Regions from separate parts of the Mus musculus genome. Here all the other regions are linked to region 1. A link is a contact called in public promoter capture Hi-C data. All regions are on one chromosome and are shown on one strand. Each heading gives the region's core, a stretch centred on a gene start, on an enhancer-like site or on the middle of the called end of the contact. The rest is flanking DNA. Distances are from core to core; before and after follow the strand shown. Region 1 holds the start of Ptprk (protein tyrosine phosphatase, receptor type, K). Region 2 overlaps Ptprk (protein tyrosine phosphatase, receptor type, K). Region 3 overlaps Ptprk (protein tyrosine phosphatase, receptor type, K). Region 4 overlaps Ptprk (protein tyrosine phosphatase, receptor type, K). Region 5 overlaps Ptprk (protein tyrosine phosphatase, receptor type, K).

Region 1 (2,594 bases), core at 33-2,532:
TTGACAAGTGTTGGGCTTGTTACAGGTACTAATGAGCAGTCATCAAGGCTGTAGCGTAACGGACTTTCTATCCTCAGCAAATAAAAAAGAAACCCATTTTCTCCCTTCTTCATCAATATGTATAATATATGTGCATAGATGTGTGTGTGTGTAGTATACAGTCACTTGCATCTATTCCAAACCTAGTCATAACAGCATGTATTAATTACAGAAATATGTGGCTCGGTTAATGATGAGAATGCTGTATTAAATTGAATTTCACTTCATTTTGATTTTAAAAGGCTAAAGACATTTTGAGTGACTGACAGGTGCCAATCAAGGCTATTATTAGCAGTTGCATATATAGCATCAAAATTCAAAAAAAAAGTTAGGCTTATTCAGTTTTGGTCATACTTACATGTGTCATAATTTGCAGACATGAGTAAAAGTAAGCAACTATACAGCGTTGCTACAGAAGCAAGTGAAGGTGGCATTTGGAGAAATCACACCAAGCTGCTAAGGTAGCAAAACTGACTTCCTGCCTGTAACACAGCACACAGCATTGGGTTCCTTCGGAGCAACCATGCTGTGCTCATTGTTGGGATAAACTCCTTTTATTAAATACTTATTTCTTATATAGCTACAAGACAGTAAAAATCAAAACAAAACCAAGTCTTGCTCTACTCCACCAGGCTATGCGAAGGCTGAGCGGCTGGGAGCTTCCCAATGACAAATAAACCAGAAACGAGGCACGCCAGCTGTTCACACTGGAAACTTACCCAACATTTTATTTTGGTCCAAGTTTTATTTATTTCGTGAACAAACGAGAGTAAGTTTTCAATGGGGTAGGGAGCCTTATTCCTTATCCTATCAATAAGGAAGAGTGAAATTTCAGTGCAGGTCGGCGTTTTAAAGGTCACATCTACGCTCCCTTTTCTTCCTACCACCAGCCGCTCTGGTGGGACCGCCACCTTGGGGACAGAACCCCAGGACACCTCTCCTCGGGCGCCTCCTCCGTCGTCCGCCCACAGTTCTGCCTCTCAGAGTTGAATCTCAGGGATCCGGCAGGGAGCTGCGCCAGGTCCCCCTTTCCCGCTCGCCGCCAGAGAGCCGCGCGGCCACCGAGCCCAGGTGGCGAACAAAGGCGGCGCGGGGCGCAGGGCGCGGGGCGCGCGGCCCGGCTGGCGCGCGTCTCCCTAGCAGGAGGCGGCAGTGGCGGCGGCGCGCACCGGAGCCCGCATTCCTCCGAAGCTGCCGGAGCCCGCGGGGCGACGTCACCCCAGGCTCCGCCCCCGTCCCTCCCAGAGCAAACTAACTCTGGACTACCCTGAGCAGCCTCTGCCTAGCATGGAGAGCGGCGGCCGCGGCTGGCGGGCGACGCTGGAGACGCTTTCGCCCGCGAGGTAGTTGGCCGACGTTGCGCAAGGACGAAAGTGCTGGCGGGTGGCCGCGGCGTCTCCGCGAGCCCCCCGACGAGGCCGGGCGGGCTGCTGGCTGGCGGATTTCACCGCGATTCCCCCGGAGGCTCTTTGCAAAGCTGCTTGAAACTTCTCCCAAACTCGCCATGGATGTGGCGGCCGCTGCGTTGCCTGCTTTTGTAGCTCTCTGGCTTCTGTACCCGTGGCCTCTCCTGGGGTCGGCCCTTGGCCAGTTCTCAGCAGGTGAGAGGTTGGGGGTGGTCTGTGTCTGTCCACAGTCTTGGACTCAGGCAGGAAGGACTGACTGATTGCTGGTGCTGGGTTCGGGGATCCAGGGGGCGTCCGCTTAAGGTGGCGGGGGTGGTGGTGGTGCAGGTTGGAGCTAGGTCTGTCCTGGGAGTTTGTGTCAGGCGGGACGCAGGGCCAAGAGCTGTGCGCCCCCGTGCGCAGGTAACTTTTACGTTCTCGACCCATTGTTTCTGAGGCTAGTCCGGCGCGCAGACAGCCCAGGGTGTGCTGGATGGAGTGTGTGGCGACCTTGCTTTTCCTGGGTGTTCTTTTTGCCTGGGAGTCGGGAGCAGTCCACAGCATTAGTTAGGGAAGTGAGGAAGAAAAAGTACTTAGGGCTCCCGGGACCACGATTTTATGGCTCGCTGAGCTGGCTAGTGGCTCTCTGTCGCCAGACTGTTCAAAATTTCCCCGGGAAGTCTTTGTGAGAATTGTGGAGACACATAGGGACCGATCTCGGTGTGTTCTGCCAGGTGCTTTTTGTCCCGGGTATAACCGCCTCTGACTATTGTCCAGCTACTTCCCGGTGCCTCCTGGAGGCTCCTTCCTCCTCTGCTGAGGGTTCAGAGTTGCTCCTGGATAGATTACAGAGCACACAGCGTGGAGCACGTTGTATGTATACATTGGCAGAGTCCGTACGACGTTTGTAAATGTAGCTCTAAGGGTAGATTCAGAGCTGTCCTGGGCAGCGAGTTCTGGGCTCCCATTCCCGGAAGGCTTACCCTATTTATGGGGCGAAGCCACCACAAAGCTCAAATCTGGCTCCACACCACCCTGAGTCCGCCTGGGTGACCTGGGCTGGGAACGTTCGCTGTTCTCCTGGACAACCCAGGAGTGAGACGTGATGCGATATTCCAGGCTATCCCTTTGAGTTCTAAGTAAAACCGCTCAGATAAGTCCCAGGATTCC
Region 2 (2,594 bases), core at 67-2,566, 390 kb after region 1:
ACATCATTGACAAGATCTTCCTTTTTTTTTTCTCCTCATGTGCTTTGGGATATCTTCTATTTTTCTCTGACTGACAGGTGGATAGAAAGTTTTATCATTAAAAACTGATTCTAGAAAAACAGGATTCCTGTCCTCTGATCTCTTATGGTTGCTAAAGCTCTGTTTTCATAACCTCTTCAGAATAACTGGAGATTATCACTACAAAGGGATATAAATATTGACCTGTCTTTCTCATATTGTTTAGCAAGTACCAAAAAGAGAAAGAAAGAAAGGAAGGAAGGAAGGAAGGAAGGAAGGAAGGAAGGAAGGAAGGAAGAAGGAAGGAACGAAGGAAGGAAGGAAGGAAGGAAGGAAGGAAGGAAGGAAGGAAGGAAGGAGGAAGGAAGGAAGGAAGAAGGAAGGAAGGAAAGCAGGAAGGAAGAAAAGAAGGAAGAAAGAAAGAGAAAAAAGAAAGAAAGAAAGAAAGAAAGAAAGAAAGAAAGAAAGAAAGAAAGAAAGAAAGAAAGAAAGAAAGAGAAAGGAAATTATTTTATTGATGCTAGACAGTATTTTTGCTATAGAACAGCGGCTCAATGTGTCAGCAGGTCCCCTCAGTAAATGTGGCCTTTTTTCCCCAACAATTTGAGAAGAATCAAAATAGTTCTTCGTTTTATACGATCAAATTGAACTCGACTTTCTGCACATGTAAATCCCTGCTTTGATTTGTTTAAAACTAAAGTAGATACAATGAAGAATGATCTGTTTGCCTATGTGCTAATTATATAATACTGGCTGTAACCTGATACAGTTTTTGCCACTTTATTATTATTTTAGATATAATATTGCCTTTCTTGCTTTAATTGCTAAGAAATAAATGGACAACAAATTCTAGAAAGGATAGAGAAAATTGTAAATTTTGCTAATCAATATTTAGCCAGCTAGCTGGAGCCTCTAATTCTGACATTTCTTCCTGCATTAAGAAATATTATAGAGTAGCAGGATGGTTTAGCTAGTACTGACCGTTGTTTATCAAGACAACTTGAGTTTGGACTCAATTTTGATCCCAGTGTCCCTTGTGATGGACAGAGATAATTCCCACACGTTTGCCTCACTCTTTTTTTACATGCATTGTGGCACATGTATGCAGATGCATGTACTAAAAAGGGAAATGGAAAAACTTAATAGTACAGAGATCTACTTGAATTCATAGGAAAGGAAAGAAGAATAAAGGTGTCTGCCTGTCTGTTTGTATGTGTTGTCTCTGTTAAGAGTGCTCGTAATTCCCCTGATAAAGGTTAAGCTTCAGAAAGACTGGACTTTGCATTTTTTTTTCCTGTTCTTTTGTTTACTCTGCTTCCAGCACTGTTCATGACACACCAAAGTCCATGCACTCCTAGGCTTTCTCTACTCCTCTTTGAGTTCTAAGGGAACAGTGTCTATCCAGACTTACCTGTTAGCTGACAGTGTTGGAGGGATATGTTCAGTGAACAGTGATTGTGAGAAGCAGTTAATATTGAGCATGGGCTGTTTTTTTTACCACCTCAGTGAGAGAAGGCCTGATTTACTAATCTCCAACCTCAGGTTAAACCACTGTTTTTCTCTGATGTTATATGAAATGAAGAAGCTATACTGAGAGAACTGCTGGTGGAGCTCAGGGATAGATTTTTTTTCTAGGTATGTTTTGGGCCTTGAGTTTGATGCTTAGCACCCCCCCCCAAAAAAAAAAAATGGAAGGAAGGAAGCCACTTGGATGGATTCTAAGTAGATAAATTCATTCCCCTAAGCTGAATTCTTACTTGTTATTAGACCATCATTCTCTTTTAAGATGCAAGCATGTGCGCGTGCACACACACACACACACACACACACACACACACACACACACACGCTCACAACATGGTATAGGGAGATACATAGCTATTATTTTCTTACAGCAATAATTGTAGAGATGTGGAACAAGACCGTATTTGTTACAAAAATAGATTATCAAGTCTTCAAACTATAGAAACAAACTGTGCAATTAACAAACCCCAAGGCCCAGTTAATAGAAGAAAACATCTTATGTGACTTTAGAAACAAAAGTAGGCTTTCTCTTACTATTCTGACACCCCTTTGACTCTCCTCTAGTTGAAGTTTTATACACACAAACACACATAGACAGAGACAGACAGACAGACAGACAGACAGCCATGTACATGTACACTTTCTGGAAGCTGTTCTCTTAATCTAATGATAAATATCCTAACATTTTACATAGACAAATAATATAGCTCCGGGTTGTTGTTTTTTTTCCCCCGTATGTGAAAATGAATCTGAGTTTGTAGTACTTGGATGTACGTATTTGGCTGTATTTGATTTGTCCATTTCGGTTTAGAATACACAGCAGATTCACAGAATGTCTTAAGTCTTAGGAGCCATGGATGGAGTATGATGGAGTGCAATTTGTTTCACTAATTTGGGCCTCAATTTAAAAAAAAATTAACAAAAATAACAAACCAGTATTCTCCAGTCTGGGCAATATCAGTGAAACATGATATTAATTTTGGAGGAGCTAAGGTTTTAAAGACAATAGAAAACATTGTCCAAGCATTAATATCTTTTGAAATAAAGATCTG
Region 3 (2,594 bases), core at 31-2,530, 350 kb after region 1:
CTAGTTCCAGGCTCTCCAGACTTTCTCCTTTCTCATCCACTGATAAGATCACTCTACCATCTAGTTCCAGGCTCTCCAGCCTTTCTCCTTTCTCATCCACTGATAAGACCACTCTACCATCTAGTTTCAGGCTCTCCAGCCTTTCTTCTTTATCATCCACTTTTAAGATCACTCTAGACTGTTGGTCCATAGGACTCCACTGATGGTGGACTGAATTGTCTTAGTTAGGGTTTTACTGCTGTGAACAGATACCATGATCAAGGCAAGTCTTATATAGACATCATTTAATTGGGACTGGCTTACAGGTTCAGAGGTTCAGTTCATTATCATCAACGCAAGAGCATGGCAGTAACCAGGCAGGCATGGCACAGGCAGAGCTGAGAGTTCTACGTCTTCATCTGAAGGCTGCTAATAGAAGACTGACTCCCACACAGCTAGGGCAAAGGTATTAAAGCCTACCCCCACAAGGTGACACCTACTCCAACAAGGCCACACTTCCCAATAGTCTCTGGCCCAAGCATATACAAACCATCATATGAACTCTTTTCCATGTTAGCTTCTTACCCTTGCCATGGTTTCTATTATGTTTCTCTTAACTTGGGAGGAAATGGTTTATTTCACTTACATTTTCATCATCTCCAAGGAAAGTCAGGAAAGGAATTCAAGCAGGGCAGTTACCTGAATGGAGGAACTGATACAGAAGCCATGGATGAGTGTTGTTTACTGGTTTGATCCTCAGGACTTCTTTAGCCTGCCTGCTCTCCTTTCTTTGTCCCTTCCTTCCTTCCTCCCTTTCTTCCTTCCTTTTTTTTCCTATTCTTTCTTTCTTATACAACCTGGAATGCCATCCAATAGTGTCCTACTCACAGTGAGTTGAACCCACACCTCCCCATCAATCATTAAGAAAATGCAGGACAATCTTGCCTGCAGCAAATCTTACTGAGGCATCTCCCTTCAACAGATAATCCTAGCTTATGTCAAGTTGACATTAAAAACTAGCGACCTTCCTATCTTTCTGAGATTTTTCTAGGAAAGAAATTTATACAATATCAGAATTGCATTTGGCCCACGCTGTTTTTAACATTGATTAGTCCTGTATTTTGATTGCAGGAAGTCCAAATCTCTGTCCAGTGTTTGAGGTTCTCCACCAAGAATCTGTTCTCTGCCTGCTTTTGCCCCCATTTTTATCTTATGAAAGTGTAAACTTCCACTAGACACATCCTCCCCTTTCTCTGACCTCATGCTATTTACCCTGAAGCACGGTAGCTCACTCTATTTACCCTTTCTCTGAATGTTACTGGTGGCTAGAGCTGCATGTATTGCTTAATTGGCCAGGCCAACCCTCTCCAACCCCATTTGATTGAAGTCTCTTTGGGAGACAGAAGCAGATCGTTTCTTTTGTATTTCCCACATGATTTGAATGATCAAGGGTACTCTGTGCAGGAAAAGCACTCCCGTGATTACTCAGTGTGTCCATTAAGTTTCCCAAGCACAACACCCTGTGTTATCCTTCATTACTCTGCCAGTCTAATAACCAAATAAAAGCTCTGAAAGGCCTGGCATTGCTTCTGCTTGAGAGACTGAATATTGGGTTTGCCAGAGTTCCAGGTGGTTGATCAAAAAACTATGCTTTAAATAGAAAAGTGAAATTGTTTAGCTTGTCAAATGGGAATACAAAAGACCAGGGGTTATTAAGGTTAATTGGAGAAGGAGAGGTAAGACAATTCAGACCTGTTTTTGTGTTGCGATAATGTAAGTGAATGTGGTAAGAAAAAATAAAATACCAATATGTATCCAAAATGGGACTTACTTATTGAGTTTCAAGTAGAGATAAATTCTGCATTCCCACATAGATTTGGGATAAAAGGGCAAAAATGCAGACCTACATTTCTTCATCTCTTTCCTAATTTTACTACTATCAAAGAGGGAGGGTGCTTCTTTGTTACTTTATGTTCTTTTTAGCACCTCATCATATGAAAATTTAACTGTTAATATGAATATAACGAACACAGATTATAGCAACTAGCCAAGAAGATATGTTTCCCCATAGAAAATAAATGGAGCGGTCATTATACAATACTTGGAAATACATGGGGGTGCAGAGGGATAAGATGTCATCACACCATCAGGTGGAGTGTATAGCTGAAATCTACAGCATTGAAGATGTCCACATAGGATGTGTTATAGATTACATGTATGTGATAACAAGCAAAGCACAGGTGCTTATTTTCATTTTAGAAGGAACAACATGGTACTTAGACATACAACTCTTTATACCAGCAGCAGGAATCTTAAGTAAGAGATAAAACATTGTGATAGCTTTACCAAACAGGCAATCAGGTAGATCATAGATCTGGTTCTATCATCCAACAGCAAGTTCTCTAACCTGTCAAAAAGCAAGAATCTATCTATGAGAAGCTGGAGTAGGTAAGAGATCTCAGATGCTGTTTTTGTGGATGCAAATCCATCCAGAGTAGACCCTGCTATATCCAACATTAACTGAAAAAGAAAATGATAACGTGGCTTTTGCAGAGACTATGAAGTAGCTGTGGCTTTTACACAGATAGCTGAGCTTCTTCCATGCAAAGAAGTTA
Region 4 (2,594 bases), core at 37-2,536, 320 kb after region 1:
CCTCAATTTTTTATGACTTGTTTTCTAGAAACAATTCTCTGGTTGCACTTTAGAGTGAGAGATTCCCTGGAGCTCCAAAGGCTGCTACTTCAGTCTAAGCAAAACTTGATCAGTACTTGAGCTGAAGCAGTGGAGATAAGAATCCCAATGAGAAGATGGTGCTGGAAGAGATTTGATAGCTGCAATCAGTGGAATTTGTTGACACACTGGAAGTGAATTCTGGCTTGGAAAATTAAGGTGTAGTGACAGGATTTCACCATAGTAGAACCTTTGGGAAAATATTATAAAGAAAACATTATCTGCTTTTGAGAAATGAGATAGTAGGTTGGCAATTATATTCCTGGAGCTATGGCTCAACAAACAGGGCAGAGAGTGGGACATACAGACTTGCGTGTTATTAATATTTTATTCCCTCTGGGCATGTTATTGTGTACTATAATTTAGTTGAATTAGACATCGAATTGTCCTTTAACTCTACTTTTTACTAATATCTTATTTCATGGGTATTATGGATAGCAACTATTAATGGTTCATATAAAATGAGTATAATATGTTATAGATTAGGTTATATTTAAAAATTAAACTTGTTCAAGGTATTCTTATAAGACCCAGCAGTTTAGTGAGCTATCATAGGTGCATCTTGAGTGCTCTCTCATGAGAAGTCAGAGCGTGATAGCAGCAACAGTGTGCACTTCTGCTATAGTGGGCTTTCCCAGCCAATCATAGGGTGACTTGCAATTAGCTGGTCTTCAGCAACTATATTCCTTATTACATTGCTCTCTCACTTCCTATTGTCTCTTATGTTAAGATTATTGATGCCCTTTTGCCAAGCTTGCAGTATTGAGGAATCTCCTTGGGACATCACAAGAATATGTAAGCGGTAACTTATAGGCACCTACCCATGCTCCTTCTCATTTGGGGGGATGTTCAATACAACAGATAGTGTGTTACACAGTGCATGATGCCTAAGTGGTAATAATCCTCCTTCCCCAATTCCAACAGTGAGCACTTTGATTATGTCTATACAGTCTGACTCTGTAAAACTTCAAATCAGAAGCCTCTTTAGAACAAAAGTAAATATTTAGACTTGCTAGGGATTTGGACAAGAGCAGCGTAAATAAGTATATATCTCTACTCAGGGGAAAGCAAGGATGTTTATATCTCCCTGACTTCACTGGAATGTTCTTATAAACTATGAAAAGTAGGTCAGCCACACTGAGTTATTTTGTTCTACAATCAGCAGAACAAATCTCTTAAGGAAATAACTCCTCAGCTGCTTGTTATTAAGCAAAGATGGGGTGCATGTCAGTGACTCATTCCTTAAACAGGCCTTGCTTATAATGTGAGATGTACAGGGTTAAGAGCAGTTTGTTGCCATGATTAAAGATGATTCATTTACAACGTTTTCATTATTTTGGAAATTACTGATGAGCCCCCTTTAAAGATGTGGTCAGTCATTTCATAATTTAATTGCCTACAGTTCTAGGGTAGATTCCCAAAATTGTAGGTCAGCCAGCTTCCTGTTTCTTTAACAGATTCCTGATATTTTCAGCATAAGAGGGAAAATTTGCTTTGCTTTATGGTTTCAGAGGATTCAGTGTGTGATTGGCTGGCCTTGATATTATAGTCAATAGTGTGTGGCACAGCTGACCTCTTCCAGTGCCCAAAAAAGGGGGGTTGTAGCTCCCACAAAATCACCTTTGAAGGTATACATACCCCCAGCTACTTAAGTCACTTAAGTTGTGTTCTATCCCAGAAAAAACTGCCAGGCTTTCTAAGATAAAGGTTTTTATTTGCAATCACACACCCACCCACTCCCCATTATACCATTTCCCCAGAGTACCACTTTGGAAACCAAGCCTTTGTCAGTGTGTTGTTTTGGGAATACTCCTGTGCTGACCTCTAGCAATCACTTCAAGTTGCTTGATCAGTGAGTTAATTTTCACTTAAGAACACATGTTAGCATTAGCACTTTGGTGAAACTGGTTAGGTGCGAAACAAATCTGGAAGTCTGCCAAGCACTTGGAGACAAATTTGACAGGAGCCTGTATATGTGAACTTGTAACAGTGAAGCTACAATAGGGCAGTGTTTCATCTCACTAGTAAGACTAAAAAGTGTTCTGATGGTCAAGGTGAGGGCACACTCCTTTAATCTCATCACTTGGGTAGACAGAGACAGGTGAATCTCTGTGAGGTTAAGAACAGCCTATAAGTGAAAACCCTGTCTTGAAAAATGAAACAACAACAACAACAAAAGAATTGTTCTGCTCTTCAGAGTAAGAAGTACTCTTTGTTTTTAAATATCTAAGGGGATTTGATTATAGTCCTGCAATGTAGAATGCATCAAAGTATCTGAAAAACAGAAGTTAATGTTGTTTACCTGCCTGCAGTAGAATGAGAAAGCCAAGTGATCCTATGTGCATTACATTTTAATTTTAATTGGACCAATAACACATTCATTATATTGTAATCTAGACCAAGTGATAATGCATATGTCTTCACATAAAAATGTATTTTCATCTTGGACAGGTGGCATATAAATATTTGGGAGAGAGAAATGGTTTCTCAGTCTAACAAGGCACATCACAAGTACC
Region 5 (2,594 bases), core at 70-2,569, 290 kb after region 1:
TTTTGTTTGTTTGTTTATAAGTGTCAATGGTTTGGTTTTTAAATCTTGCAGTCTATTATCAGCTATTGTAACATGCCCTGGAAATGAAACATATTCAGCTAATACATTTATAGATCCTTAGTGACTAAGTCAACTGTAGCTATGATTACGGAGATTCTCCGTTTCGTTTACCCAGATTCATTAATTATTTGCATTCTACTTATTTATGGCTGATGTTTAAAATTGTGTGCTTGATAACGGTACTCAAAATGATAAGACAATGTAAAGCACGTGACACAGTTATTGGCATTTTTGACTACAGGATGCAGAAGAAAGCTTTCAAGTTGTTTGATCCAGTCACTAATGATTTCAGTTTTTCGCTGCTTTTAATCTGATATCAGTGATTTGGGATTGCAGCACAAGATCACCTTACCTTCCAGTCAAATAATCCTTGCTTACCCTCAGGATCAAATTGTCTCTGGTCCCACCCAATGGGTATTAAAAAAAATGGAATATTGTAGGAGGGGCATAAGAAAAACCAAGGTTTCCTTAAAATGAAAAGGTCACAGTAAGACTTGCTTTACATGCTAATTTTTCCAACGTAATAAAATAAGTTTAGGGGTCTGGAAAGATGATACAGTGGTTAACAACACTTGTTGCTCTGGTAGACGACCTTGGTTCATCTCCCACCCCCACATGGTGTCATTCAAACATTTGATCCCCACAATCCATGATCTCATGATCCTCAGACCCCAGGGGATCAGAAGAGGTCTCTCTTCAGACCTGTCAGCGCCAGTCACACAAGTGGTATTCAGACATACATGCTGGCAAGACACCAATGCATCTAAAATAAATCTAAATACATATAAAATAAATAAATATTTAAAAAACTAAGAATGGGAACTTTAGTGGGGCACAGAGAGCTTAGCTGGATGTTGGGAGCCATTTGGACTGTTCAGTGGACCAGGAAAGAACTTCTATCCTTAGGGCTCCAGAGCATAAGCAGTAGATTCAGAGGCCCTTATTCATTCCATTCAGAGAGACAGTAACTCAGGTGGTATTCTCAGGGAAAGTAACACATGACCTCCAAGCACATATGGAATTTGGAATATGTCAGTGTTGGTGAACAACCTGCCGTACTAGCTGAGCAGTAGTGTAACCAGAACTAATTGTATGTGTTGTGAGATTTTTTAACTATTATTTAGCACTAACACAGAGTTCTGGGAATGTTAAGGCTATTTTTACTCTAGTTATTTATTTTAGGAATGAGCATGGTCATTATGTAAACTCTCTAGCTTTGGCAAGATTAACTACACAATGGTTTGATGCCCTGAGGTTATCCAGACTGACTCTGGATGAGGCCAGAGACCAGACGAGGAGTCCCTGCTCCCTGCATCCTGTGAAATGGCAAAGGAACTTCTTTGTGATTTTTTGAGACAGGGTTTCTCTATGCATCTCTGGCTGTCCTAGAACTTGCTCTGTAGATCAGGCTGGCCTCAAACTCAGAAATCTACCTGGCTCTCCCTCCTGGTTGCTAGAATCAAAGGCTTGTGTCACCACTGTGGGGAAAGCCCTCGTCACAGTGCGTGAACTGGCCTTTGTCTTCTCAGGTGAACCAGGGGAGGTGCTTGTAAGTTTGGCTCAAAAATGTTTTCATCAGAAAAATGAATCTTGTTTTGTCCAATATTCTTTTTCTGATTCTATCATCTCTCTGTGAATACTAGTTTAAAAAAAAAATCACTTCTGAATATTTTATTTTTTTTCTATTAACAGCAAAGGCATCTGGGTAGTGGAAAGAATGACACTCACTTGACTAATACTTTTGCTAGCTGGTGTTTTAAAGGCCATGGAGTGTCTAGCTCCAGACCATCAGCAGCCTGCTTAATGCCACACAGTATTGATTTTTAACCAGTTTTCATATCGTAGCTGTCAAACTTGTGAATTCATATAAGGATCTTTTTTCCTAACGGTGACTTGAAGATCTTTTTCTTTAATTCTATTGTAAAAACTAGTCAACTGGGCAGGAAGCCTAAAGATTTTTTTGGAGGTTTCCATTTAAACATCTACATTGTATAAAATCTGAACTATAATGAAGCTTGTAGAACATACTGATGCCCTACATATTAATTTTTTTCTTCTTTTCAATGACCTTAGAAAAGTAGGAAAGGCTATGCAGTCAGCAGAAACCAAGTGCTCTAAGTTTCTAAATTTCTAGAGGAATTTTAAAAGTTCCATTGTTAAGTATTTTTGCTCTGCTACTGTACCCTTGATGATGATGAAGGAACCAGAGTCTCCTCTTATTCCTGGTACCTACTTCTGATTCAGGTGGTCCATTGTCCAAGACACCTGGCATGCACTGTAATTCCAAATGATCAAAAGAGTATTCTTAAGACAAATACTGCAGTATTATATAATCAGAAAACAGAAATAGATTTGAATAGCTCTTATAACCAGTTGGAGGAATGCCTTTCCAAATTAAAAAAAATATTAAAAATTGTAATAGAATCGTTGTTTTTTGAAAGGTAATTGGTTTTTAAATCCACTCTTGCTATTAATTAGAACTTATATAACCTAAACTCTTCACCCACTTCTCTATACCATTGTTCCTAACAGCA

What was found. Promoter capture Hi-C pulls out the DNA fragments that hold promoters and counts their contacts.
Region 2: a contact with region 1 is called in a promoter capture Hi-C map of liver, with 4 times the contacts expected there. The contact joins the enhancer-like site here to the promoter of Ptprk in region 1. A contact is called at or near these places in 5 of 39 promoter capture datasets (the 3T3-L1 cell line, 3T3-L1-derived adipocytes, liver and 1 more), 3 of 484 Hi-C or Micro-C datasets (cerebral cortex, liver and nephron progenitors) and 6 of 115 datasets of contacts at active chromatin or transcription factors (cardiomyocytes, embryonic hindbrain, forebrain and 3 more).
Region 3: a contact with region 1 is called in a promoter capture Hi-C map of liver. The contact joins the enhancer-like site here to the promoter of Ptprk in region 1. A contact is called at or near these places in 2 of 39 promoter capture datasets (epiblast stem cells and liver), 1 of 484 Hi-C or Micro-C datasets (cerebral cortex) and 1 of 115 datasets of contacts at active chromatin or transcription factors (extraembryonic endoderm stem cells).
Region 4: a promoter capture Hi-C map of 3T3-L1-derived adipocytes shows a contact between it and region 1, with 6 times the contacts expected there. The contact joins the enhancer-like site here to the promoter of Ptprk in region 1. A contact is called at or near these places in 4 of 39 promoter capture datasets (the 3T3-L1 cell line, 3T3-L1-derived adipocytes and liver), 5 of 484 Hi-C or Micro-C datasets (the 3T3-L1 cell line, cerebral cortex, cortical neurons and 2 more), 4 of 115 datasets of contacts at active chromatin or transcription factors (cardiomyocytes, embryonic forebrain, embryonic hindbrain and 1 more) and 1 of 9 other capture datasets (pancreatic islet).
Region 5: a promoter capture Hi-C map of liver shows a contact between it and region 1, with 2.7 times the contacts expected there. The contact joins the enhancer-like site here to the promoter of Ptprk in region 1. A contact is called at or near these places in 9 of 39 promoter capture datasets (the 3T3-L1 cell line, 3T3-L1-derived adipocytes, epiblast stem cells and 4 more), 2 of 484 Hi-C or Micro-C datasets (the HL-1 cell line and embryonic stem cells) and 4 of 115 datasets of contacts at active chromatin or transcription factors (cardiomyocytes, embryonic hindbrain, embryonic stem cells and 1 more).

Annotation. Positions count from the first base shown.
Region 1 is chr10:28,073,538-28,076,131 of GRCm38.p6, forward strand. It overlaps Ptprk (protein tyrosine phosphatase, receptor type, K), which reads left to right and starts at 1,283. Exons shown (of 32, transcript NM_008983.2): 1 at 1,283-1,640. The coding sequence starts at 1,544.
Region 2 is chr10:28,458,810-28,461,403 of GRCm38.p6, forward strand. All of the region lies in intron 7 of Ptprk (protein tyrosine phosphatase, receptor type, K), which reads left to right. Among named protein-coding and RNA genes, the nearest start is that of Themis, 210 kb to the right of the region's middle. Within about 2 kb of position 1,317, at least 5 of the 459 cell types and tissues checked have an H3K27ac peak or open chromatin away from gene starts, as enhancers often do. A contact at or near this core is called in hepatocytes and liver, where this site is marked.
Region 3 is chr10:28,421,456-28,424,049 of GRCm38.p6, forward strand. The region is part of intron 7 of Ptprk (protein tyrosine phosphatase, receptor type, K); the gene reads left to right. Among named protein-coding and RNA genes, the nearest start is that of Themis, 250 kb to the right of the region's middle. Within about 2 kb of position 1,281, at least 4 of the 459 cell types and tissues checked have an H3K27ac peak or open chromatin away from gene starts, as enhancers often do. A contact at or near this core is called in liver, where this site is marked.
Region 4 is chr10:28,394,700-28,397,293 of GRCm38.p6, forward strand. The region is part of intron 7 of Ptprk (protein tyrosine phosphatase, receptor type, K); the gene reads left to right. Among named protein-coding and RNA genes, the nearest start is that of Themis, 270 kb to the right of the region's middle. Within about 2 kb of position 1,287, at least 17 of the 459 cell types and tissues checked have an H3K27ac peak or open chromatin away from gene starts, as enhancers often do.
Region 5 is chr10:28,360,467-28,363,060 of GRCm38.p6, forward strand. All of the region lies in intron 6 of Ptprk (protein tyrosine phosphatase, receptor type, K), which reads left to right. Among named protein-coding and RNA genes, the nearest start is that of Ptprk, 290 kb to the left of the region's middle. Within about 2 kb of position 1,320, at least 8 of the 459 cell types and tissues checked have an H3K27ac peak or open chromatin away from gene starts, as enhancers often do. A contact at or near this core is called in liver, where this site is marked.